Linked DNA regions of Ovis aries: region 1 is linked to region 2. The links are chromatin contacts, called in public Hi-C maps. All regions are on one chromosome and are shown on one strand. The core of a region is the stretch at or near the end of the contact, and the rest is flanking DNA. Distances in the headings are between cores, read along the strand shown.

Evidence for each region. A called contact is a pair of places that touch in the nucleus more often than the background predicts.
Region 1: a Hi-C map of liver shows a contact between it and region 2, with 2.1 times the contacts expected there. The contact joins the promoter of CDK13 here to the promoter of MPLKIP in region 2. A contact is called at or near these places in 3 of 16 Hi-C or Micro-C datasets (blood, hypothalamus and liver).

Annotation. Positions count from the first base shown.
Region 1 is chr4:82,734,560-82,739,558 of ARS-UI_Ramb_v3.0, forward strand. It overlaps CDK13 (cyclin dependent kinase 13), which reads right to left and starts at 2,114. Exons shown (of 15, transcript XM_042249225.2): 1 at 1-2,114. The coding sequence starts at 1,116. It also overlaps the pseudogene LOC105615160.
Region 2 is chr4:82,578,187-82,583,575 of ARS-UI_Ramb_v3.0, forward strand. It overlaps MPLKIP (M-phase specific PLK1 interacting protein), which reads left to right and starts at 2,766. Exons shown (of 2, transcript XM_004008001.6): 1 at 2,766-3,154; 2 at 4,106-5,389. The coding sequence starts at 2,816. The coding sequence ends at 4,306. It overlaps SUGCT (succinyl-CoA:glutarate-CoA transferase), which reads right to left and starts at 2,367. Exons shown (of 13, transcript XM_042249226.1): 1 at 2,235-2,367. The coding sequence starts at 2,334.

The sequences.
Region 1 (4,999 bases), core at 864-3,363, 160 kb after region 2:
GCTGTAGCTGGGGGAGCGGCGGCGGCTGTAGGGGCTCGGGGAGCGGGCCAGCCGCCGCGAGTAGGGGCTGCTGCCACCTCCCGCCGGACTGGGAGACTTGCGGTTCCGCAGGCCCTGCGAGGCCCGGTGAGACACCGGGCTGTCGTCCCGACCTCCCAGCGGGCTCAGGGACCGCTGCCGCCGCCTGTAGGCCTTGGGCTCGGTCTTGTCCTCCCGGTAGGCCTTGGGCGGCTCCTTATAGGCCGAAGGCGGTTCTTTGGACGATTTAGTCCGGCTCCGATGGGCTTTCGGGTCTCGGTCCTTGCGGCTGCTGCTGCTGCTGGACGTGGCAGAGGCGCTTTTCCGCCGGCCGCCGCTGCTGCTGCTGCTACCGCTCTTGCCGGCCTCGGCCCGCTCCTCGCCGCCGTGGCCGTGGCGGCTGCGGGACTTGGAGGCCTCGCCGCCGCCGCGCTGCCCGTCCCGCCGCCGGTGCTCGCGGTGGCGATCCTTGCTGCGGCCGCTGCTGCTGCGGCGGTCCCGGCGGGGCCTGCGCTCCGACCCCTCCCCGCGACGCTGGGTGCCGGAGGAGGAGGCCGGACTCCCGCCGCTGCCCCCCGTTCCCCCGGCAGCCGTCGCCGCCGTTGCCGCGCTGGCCCCCCCCAGCAGCAGCCCCTGCTCGGACTGGGAGCTTACATCTTCGTACTCCACCAGCGGGGTCACACCCCCGCCGCTACTAGCACCGCCACCGCCGTCCTGCTGCGGCTGGGGCAGCGAGAAGACCCGACGCTTCTCCGCCTCCTGCCCGGCGCGGGGCCCGCGGCGCCGCTTCTGCCGCCCTCCTGCGCGCCTCTTGCCTCTCGCCAGCCGCTTGACCTCCAGAGGGGGGCCCGGGCTGAAGCAAGAGGAGGAGGCCGCGGCGGCGGCGGCTGCGGCGGCGGCCGTGCCGGGAGCAGCCAGGAAGAGCAGAGGCGGCGGGGGCGGCGGCGGTTGCAGGAGCTGCGGCTGCAGGAGCGGCAACAGCAGCGGCGGCTGCTGAGGGGACAGGAATCGCCTCCGTTTGCGGCGTTCCTCCAACTTCTTCTCCGCCCAGCTCAAGCCCCCGCCTCCCCCCAGCGCCGTGTCCGAGCTGCTCGGCATCGCCTAGAGCCCGCCGCAGAGCGCGGCGCGGGTGCGGCCTCCTCCCGGGTCAGATCCTGGCCATTTCCCCCGCCGGAAACGGGAACGGCGGCAGCAGCGGCGGAGGGACACCGAGCACCAGGGCCGTCCGGGAGAAGCGCCACGATAATCCGGATCGGGACTTGGGTCCCTGGGTTCCAGGTCACAGTGGGGTACGTAGCGGCCTCCGGGCCCGAGGGCAGCAGAAATCCCGGCGGCGGAGCCCCCGATCGCTCTCGTCGTCCTAGCTTCAGCCGCAAAAACACCAGATGCGCCGGGCGCTGACCTGCGGGGGAGTCCGGAGTCCTCCAAGTGCCCCCCAGGGGTGGGGGAGCAGCCTCGGCTGCGCTCTCGGCTCCGGCAGCGCAACGCGGAAGTACCACCTTCGTCGCCGCTTCACTTCATCGCGCCCTGACGTTGGGTGCGAGTTCAGGGGAGGGGAGTGGGCGAGACAACAACACGCCTCCGCCGCCTCCTCCTCCTTCTCAGCGTCGACGTCGTCCTCCTGTAGTGGCGGCGACACACGGCGGGCGCCTCGGAAGTGGCCTGGGCCTGACAACAACTCCCGGCCTAAGGCCTCGCGCACTCTGCTGCCCGCAGGGACGGGCGGCGGGGCGGGGCGAGGCGGGGGCGACCCGGCTGCGGCTCACGGTTGGGGCAGCGAGTGTGCGGGGCTGGGCGGGGGGCTGTTTCCGGGGAGATGGGGGCGGGGGGGCGTTTCTGAGTCTGTGGCGGTGGGTAGGGGCCCTGACTTTCTTCTTCCTCCGCCGCCGCGAGCAGAGGTGGCGGTGCTGCCCTTTTCCTCCGCTGCCCCCCTCCACGAGGAGGCTCCAAGAGTGCGCGGCCGGCCTGGCTCGCTCCTCCCCTTCCCTCTCCGCTCTTCGTCAGGAGGAGGAAGGACGACGGGACTTGCTGGTTGGGCCCTAACCTCCGCAACCCCTCCTTCCAGCCTCGCTCTTTCGGCCTTTCCCCTCGGCCCTGACGCAAGGCCGGGAGCGCGCACGTACGTCGCGCTCCGAGAAAGCCGAAGGTGAGTGGTGTCAGGGGCAAAGGAGGCGGGAACAAAGTTACCGCGCACAGACGTGCTCGTTTCCGCCAAGCGGCTGGCTCCGGGCCGGAAGTGACATAACGAAGAGACAGCTTCACTTCCGGTGAGGGTGGGACTCTGTGTGAAGAAGGGTTAAAGAAAGATTCCTGTGTCGCCTACGGCTGTCGCTGGAGAATCACAGTAATGGCACGTCTGTCGTGCCTGTTGCTTGCATCCAGCGCGCATTGCCGACTCCGGATCACCGCAGGCGCCGTACCGCTTGCTTGTTGAAAGGTCATGGCGAGAGCGAGAATCTGAAGATTCAGCAATACGCCCTTAATGGCTTTTGGGGCAGGGTAGTCACCCCGTCGTCTACCCTCAACCAAGCCCGGGAGTTGGAACGCTGCGAGAAGGGAAGAGAGGGCGCCCTGCAAAAGAGGGTGGAGGTGGCATTAGCTTAAACTATGTCATGTACATCCAAGTTCCAGGCCCCGTCTTAACCTAAAAACAGTTGTAAATCAGTGTGGAATTTTCATAGTGCTGAAGTTAAAAAAACAAATACGAGGAATAAGGAAATGTCAAGAGAGTCTCAGAATTACTACCAACGGCCTTGAAGTCAAAACACCCTGCTCAAATGAGAGTTGTCATCTTGTCACTTCACCCTGTTTCACCTTAACTATCTAAATCTGTGGGTCTGCAAAACATAACCATTTAGTGATCTCAGGTCTCATTGCATTACCAGCCTTGTCTTTCAGTTATGGCCTGGGTACTTAAGACAATGAGATTAAAACTTAAATGACTTACTGTTTGGGGGGATTTTTTAATTGGAGTATACAGTTGATTCACACTGTTGTGATAGTTTCCGGTGTATAGCAAAGTGAATCCGGTATACATACATACATTCTTTTTAAGAATTCTTTTTCCTCACAGGTGTTTACAGAGTATTGAGTAGAGTTCCCTGTGCTATATCTTAACTGGCTTTTATTATGGTTGCAAAGAAAAGCTGAGTACTGCGTCGTGGCCACAAGTAGTCACCCCTTTCCAAGTTTATTTGTTCAGTCCATCAGTTTGTTCTTGGTTCTTGAGCACTTGATATCCGCCTTTCATTCATGCTTTAGTGTAAATAATTTTAATTGATTTGACACTAACACTGTATCTGAGTCTGGACTGATCTAAGATAAAATCAGACTTACCTAAAAGAAAGTACAAAAGGTGTTTGCTGAAGGGTAGGTAATCTTGAAATCGGTTCATTTCCTAGGAGACCACACAGTAGGTCCTGCCATGTAGCCAGAAGGATGTGGTAAGCGCATTGGGCAACTGAATAGTAAGGAGCAAGGCGCCTAAAAAACGTTTCTCCTTGGCAGTACTGCTGAATGAATTCAGTATTCCTGAAGCCTAAACTAGTTAGCAAGCAGCTTTTCCCAAAAACTAGGATCAGCCTGCACTATCATCCTACTTTGAAAGCCCTGGAATAATAGAACAAGGAGAGCAAAACAGGTTTATCTAGCGGTTCCTCACATGCAACAAATTTCATTTAAGAATATCATCTTCTATTCTATACTTGCAAAGAAAACTTGTTCCGTAGAAAGTGAGTAGCTTCCAATCTAGGTTGCAAACAGAAAACATGTACTAAAATATTTTTAGTATTATTCTGCCACCCTGTTTGTTTCTGCGAAGATCCATCTTAGGCAGGGGTAGGGGTGAGGGGAAGTGGGGAGAAGACCAAGAAGTGAAGCACTTTGAGGTCCCCAGAGAGAGCTACTCTCATGCTTTGAAATGCTAATGATTAGCAGGGTTCAAACTCCCCAAAAATGAGAAAGACCTTTATATTACAAGTCATATGTTTCTGCAAGCTTGTCTACTTACCTTCATTGTGAAGAGACTTGCAATTGCCACCTGAGGCTATATTTTAGCCTTTTACTATTTGTGTGTTATGTCATATTGTCTATTGGTTTTTAAAAGAGAAAAGGAAGTGGTAAGTTTTTTTTAATTGTTTTCCTTATCTAATAGCTCATATCATACCATTTCAACTGTTATTAAAGTGTGGCCTGAAACTAAAACTTTTTCAATGAATCATGCAATCAAAACTATTTTCATAATAAGACATGATTTGTCTTTATTATACTCATTTTTTCACAAATCCACCATGGAGTTTTCCAGAGGCAACGTGACATGTGATGATACCATCATTCTGATGGCTAATAGAATGTGTGTCATATGTTTTCTAGAATGTTCTTAAGTATTAGGTTTCTGAAATGTGTGAACATTTGAAATATCTGCCCAACTCAGTGAAACTTTTCCAACTGAATAATGGATGATGTTACAAAATCACGAGTTAAAGATTCATTCAAAGTGCAGAACAGACTGATAAGCTTTAATGTAACAGAACAAAAAGTTGATTGATATGATTTCAGATCTCAATTTATAATAAACCTTTAAGAAACTACTGTGGAGTTTTGGTGTAGTATCAAAGAATAACCATAATTATCTAGAAAAGCTATTAAAATACTCCCTCACTTTTCCAACAGTGTATCTTATTCATACTTTTCTACCATAACATATTGCGACAAATTCAACTCTATTAAACCAGTCAAAAAAGAGATCTGTAGAAAGGTAAAACATGAACCCTCTAACAGTTTTTCTTTTATAAAAATAGTTTCTTTCATTTAAATATGTTGTTTTAATATATGATGAAGTCATCTTAAATGAAAAAAATAATTTTTTTGGCCACATGGAGTGGCTTGAGGGATCCTAGTTCTTTGACCAAGGGTCCAGTCAAGGCGCTTGACAGTGAAAGTGTGGAGTCCTAAGCACTGTACTGCCAGGGAATTCCCTAAA
Region 2 (5,389 bases), core at 1,516-4,015:
AGACTCTAGCTACATTTACAAATGTTCACAATTAAAGTTATATCTACTAATCTCTAAATATCTAAAAAAAATATGCTATGAAATACATATCATGAAGCCATAAAGATGTTAAGTTAAACACTTTGACCTTTAAATTGATTGATCAAAAATGATGTACTTTAAGGACAGGAGCCAACCAAAAATGTACAGATTAATACTGGTAAAGATATAAGACTATGTAATCCCCACCTTTTTAGGGACTCTTTAATACCCCCCACCCCCAGTGTCTATGCTGAGAGCTTTGTACTTTCCTCCTTTCTGATAAATCCTATTTGCTTGCTACCATGAGTGTCTGCATGTCCGTGGATTCCATTCTTCGACTCCACGAACAAGAAGTTAGATTCCCGTTTCAGTCACTTAATTTCTCTTGGACAATCTTTCTCATCTGTAAAAAGGCAAATTGCCTATACTCAGAAGTGATTCAAGTGGAATCTGCAGTTTTCATACAATTTAAGAATGTGCTTTCCCTCACTCCTCCTATATATTAATACCCGAAAACATAATGAAGAGCACAATGTCATACATACTCTACTGGTCAAAAATTTCACACTTTATTTCTTGTTTCTAATACAAGTTCATACGTGTGGAAGATAGCAAGATATCGCTACAGGGAAGAACATTCCAGAAGTACAAGCTAAGTAAAAAGACAACTTACAGTACGTCACTCAATTCAATAAATCATTTGCTAATTATTTAAATATTAACAAAGGTAATTTTGGTCCCTGCCACCCTCATTTCTCTGCGCCCTGCCACCAAGAGGTAGACTGGTTGATGACATTTAAGGTGGTGTTACAAGTGAGACTCACTAACCCACTCATGTGGGTTATGATGTGACCCACTCATTCATTCAATAAATATCTGAGACCCCAATTACCAGACATTAAACTAAGCGCCAAAGACAATGTCCAGGAAGGTGAATTTCTGGACAGGACAGCAAAAGAAAGAAAGCGAAGTTGCTCAGTCGTGTCCGACTCTTTGCAACCCCATGGACTGTAGCCTACCAGGCTCCTCTGTCCATGGGATTTTCCAGGCAAGAGTACTGGAGTGGGATGCCATTGCCTTCTCCAGATGACCCGGGGATGGGTCTCCCGCATTGTAGGCGGATGATTTACCGTCTGAGCCACCAGGGAAGTCACTAGGATAGAAGTATGTTTAAAGAAGGTAATCTGGCAGGATCCTCAGACCTTAATTGCATCACAAAGCCTCAACGCGATTACCCTGCCTTGATTGATTCTACAACTTGTGTCTAAACGAGAAATGAAGAACCAAATTCTTTCAAACAATGGCAAAAAAAACTGTTTCTCCAATCATCAAGGATAGAAGCTAAGAAAACAACATTCTTCAGCTTGCCACATGCCACAGAATACGTCAAACGGACAGTAAGGAGTGGAAGCTGCAAGAATGTTCATAGGCTGAAAGGCACAGGCCCACGCTATCCATTAGGCTATGATTAAATGAGTCCTAAAATTCTCTAAGATTCTTTTTCCTACAAGCTGATTTCAAGGCTCACCGTAGGCTTTCATCCCCAAATTCGAAGGAGAGTCAAGACAGTTTCAGAACACTGAAATAAATCCAAATTTCATCTTCTAAATAAAATCCTGAGCCAGGTCTTCGGTTCAAAGGTGTGTTTATACCTTAGGGGTCATTTCTTGAATGATCACATTTTTCTTTATAACCAAAGGTCTGTGTAATGGCCATTATTTTAAGAGCTCTGGACAAATGTTCGTTTTAAAAATCAGCATCTCTGCTTCCTAACCACCTCCCTTACTCGACTGCATTTAACAAGAACAAGGAAGGGAATAAAGTCCGGCATCTGCGAACACAGCCTCACCCCCGAGTTATCTAAAGACGCAGTCTGAAATCCTTTCTGAAATGCAGCTGGTTGCGGGGGTGGGGTGGGGGGTACCTTTTCCAAGTTATTTAAACATGGGAGACGAGGAGGGATGAGTAAGGGAGAAAGGCGAGTCCGCCCGTAGGACCGCGCGGGGGCCGAAGCGGGACCAGAACGTCGGGCAGGGTGACCACCCGGCGATCGTGGAGCCAGGGCGCTGGGGAGACGCGAAAGGTCAGAGGGCAGGCGACGGGGTCAGCGGATACTACAGGAAAGCGCAGCGCTCTCTGCTCAGATTGCCGCCTGAGTGGGAAGGCTGGGACTGGGGTCTCTTTCGCCGCCTGGACCGAGTTTCGGAGGGTACCTGACTGCGGGCGGCCGGTCCATAGCCCCGTCCCGCCGCCCCGGCGGGAGAAAAGGCAGGTTCTCCGCAGAGCCGCGACCCTCGCCAGCGATGCCAGCATTGCGCGCCACTCACAAATCCTGGCTCCCGGAGTGGAGAACTCAGCGCTCGCGCGACCACTGGGGGCGCCCGCGGACAACTCAGCCCTCTCCCGGCACCAGGTGGGAGGGGCCAGGCTCAGCCCGGCCGAGCCCTCCGAACCACCCCCCCCCGGCTCTGGGCAGGCGTCTAGTCGGTGGGTCAGTCCCAACCAAAGCCCGCGAGACTTCAAAGGCCATTGCTGGGGCTTCCCCGGTGTTTGGCCTTTCCTTTATCCATTTTCCCCGCTCCTTCCTTCATTTAACTCAATCTGTACCCAATTCGATAACCTACTTATCCCACCGCCGTAGCGGAACCTTTGTGAGGCCGGAACCAATGTGCTATATTATGCTGGAGGACGGAGGAGTGTTTTGGTGATGGACCGCCAAGTATAAGTGAAAGGTTGCTCGCGACAGTTCCGGCAGGAGAACGCGCCAGTGAGATCCTTGTCGTCGTCCGCTGAGATGCAGCGACAGAATTTTCGACCCCCGACTCCTCCTTACCCCGGCCCGGGTGTAGGAGGTTGGGGTAACGGGAGCAGCTTCCGGGGTACCCCGAGCGGAGGCGGACCGCGGCCGCCATCCCCGCGGGACGGGTACGGGAGTCCACACCACACGCCGCCGTACGGGCCCCGATCTAGGCCCTACGGGAGCGGCCTCTCTCCGCGACACGGCGGCAGCTTCCCTGGGGGCCGGTTCGGGTCTCCGTCCCCTGGCGGCTACCCTGGCAACTACTCCAAGTCCCCCGCGGGGTCCCAGCAGCAATTCGGCTACTCCCCAGGGCAGCAGCAGACCCACCCCCAGGTAATAATAGCCAGCGTTTGCCGAGCTCTTACTGTATGGCAGGCGTGGTACTCCCTTTACGTGGATTATTTTGACTCCTCTATGAGGTGGGATACTGTCGTTAGCCCTGTGTTGCCGGTGAATAAACTGAGGCTCAGAGAAGTGTAGCTTTCTTTGGAATGTTCTACAAAGTGGCAGAGCCCGACTTGTTTCTGGAGCCCTCCTGCTCTTCACCAGTACAGTGCCGCTTGTGCACAGCAGGTTTCCCTAATTCCCTCTCCTTTGTCAGGGGCATGGCCCGTTGGTTGCAGTAAACTATGCCGAGTCCTCGCTCTCCGAGGGGGAAAAATAGCGAATGAATCCCTAGCGTAGAGCTCGTCTCTCTAGAGCTACAGGCTAGTGCCATCTCCCTACTGTTGGCACCTTTTTCTTATCTTCTTCCACTTTTTTTTTTTTTTTTGACCTTGGTTTTCCGAATACACAGGCTTCTACTCCAGGTCTCTGTAGTGTTTCTAGGATTCTGTGGTTTACAACTTAAATGTGCTTAGTAGTTTTCCAACTTTATGCTAAACCAAAACACCTCTTTGAGTGTGCAGCTAATGAGATGGGAAAGGTTAGAAATTTTGAAGCTGTAGGGTAAAAAAAGTTTTAATTTGTCTCCAGAAAAAGTAGGGAAACAACTGAGAGAAAACTACAGTTATTTCATCATCAATTTTTCATTTGGCAAAGTTATCACATTAGAAATCCAAAAGGATTTGAACTGACAGTGGGCATAAAATTATTAATAAGTATATCAAATTGGTTTACTTTTTAAAAACACTAGATTAAAAGAAGCATGGACTTTGAAACTGAACATAACTGGGTTCCAGACATAACTTTTAACTAGCAGTGTGACCCCCCACTAGCCGCTAAAGAAAAAGTTCCACTCTTACCTCTGCTAAATGTCTTTAACAAATGATTTTTTTCCTAAAGGGTTCTCCAAGGACATCTACACCATTTGGATCAGGGCGTGGTAGAGAAAAGAGAATGTCTAATGAGTTGGAGAGTTATTTCAAGCCTTCAATGCTTGAAGACCCTTGGGCTGGCCTAGAACCAGTATCTGTAGTGGATATAAGCCAACAATACAGCAATACGCAAACATTCACAGGCAAAAAAGGAAGATACTTTTGTTAACATTTCTGAAATTCAACTGGACGCTTCATGTGTCAGGAACATCTTGGACAAAACTTTTACTTGTAATTAAATTGAAACCTAACATGGTGACTTTGATTGGGTAATTAGTTGTGTGTTTCATCATATCAAGTATTTTTGGTATTACAGAAGACATGGTAGGATAATTTTGCAATATTTAGCTCTCTGGAAGTGCCTACCACAATTTAGAAGATTGACATTTTCCAAATGCTTAACATTCTTGGTTATATAATGGACATTTGCCTTTTAATGTTTTTTTCCAATGTTTTAAAATAAAGCAGTTTGTCTTTCTAGCTATATTGTGCTTTTGTCATATGCTAAAAAAGAATTATTAAAATAATGATTTGTAATCACATAGTTAGAATTCATAAGTATATATTTTGGATACTGCTTTTGAAAATAGACCATACTTTGTGCTGTAGACGGGTCTATATATTTGTTCATAGGGAAAGGGAGTAAAGGAAAAGAATAAAAAAAAATTTCTATTCATATTATAACCATTGTTCTGTGTCCATATTTTATGTAATGCTTTTGTAAAAATGCATTGAAACTTGGTAGAAAAAGAGAAACCCACTTAAGCTTAAATTTAAAACTATTTTTAGCCTTTATACTCCTTTAACTTAAAAAAGCAAGGATGGACCTATTTCTTGCATAGCTAGATTAAAGAATTCTGTGTCTGAATTTCTCTACTCCATATCTCCCAGTATTGTGGAATCATTTTCTCTTGAGTCTAGGAAGATGGCTATCAGCAGTCTAAAATCACTTCCATTGTGAAGAGAATATTTCCCAACTCTTGTCAATCCCAGTGAAGACAGATTGGTCATGCTTGGTCTTTTTTTGTAGTCTTGATCCAATAACTATGATCAAGGTGGTGTAGCATAATAAATTTGAACATGGACCCATCCCTAGAATGAGGCAGAGTCCCATGATTTTACACCCACTAGGCCTACCGGGACTAAAGAAAGGTTTTCCAAAGGACAGAATGCTCTATGCCTATGGTTGGAGAAGGAAATGGCAACCCACTCCAGTACTCTTGCCTGGAGAATCCCATGGAGGGAGGAGCCT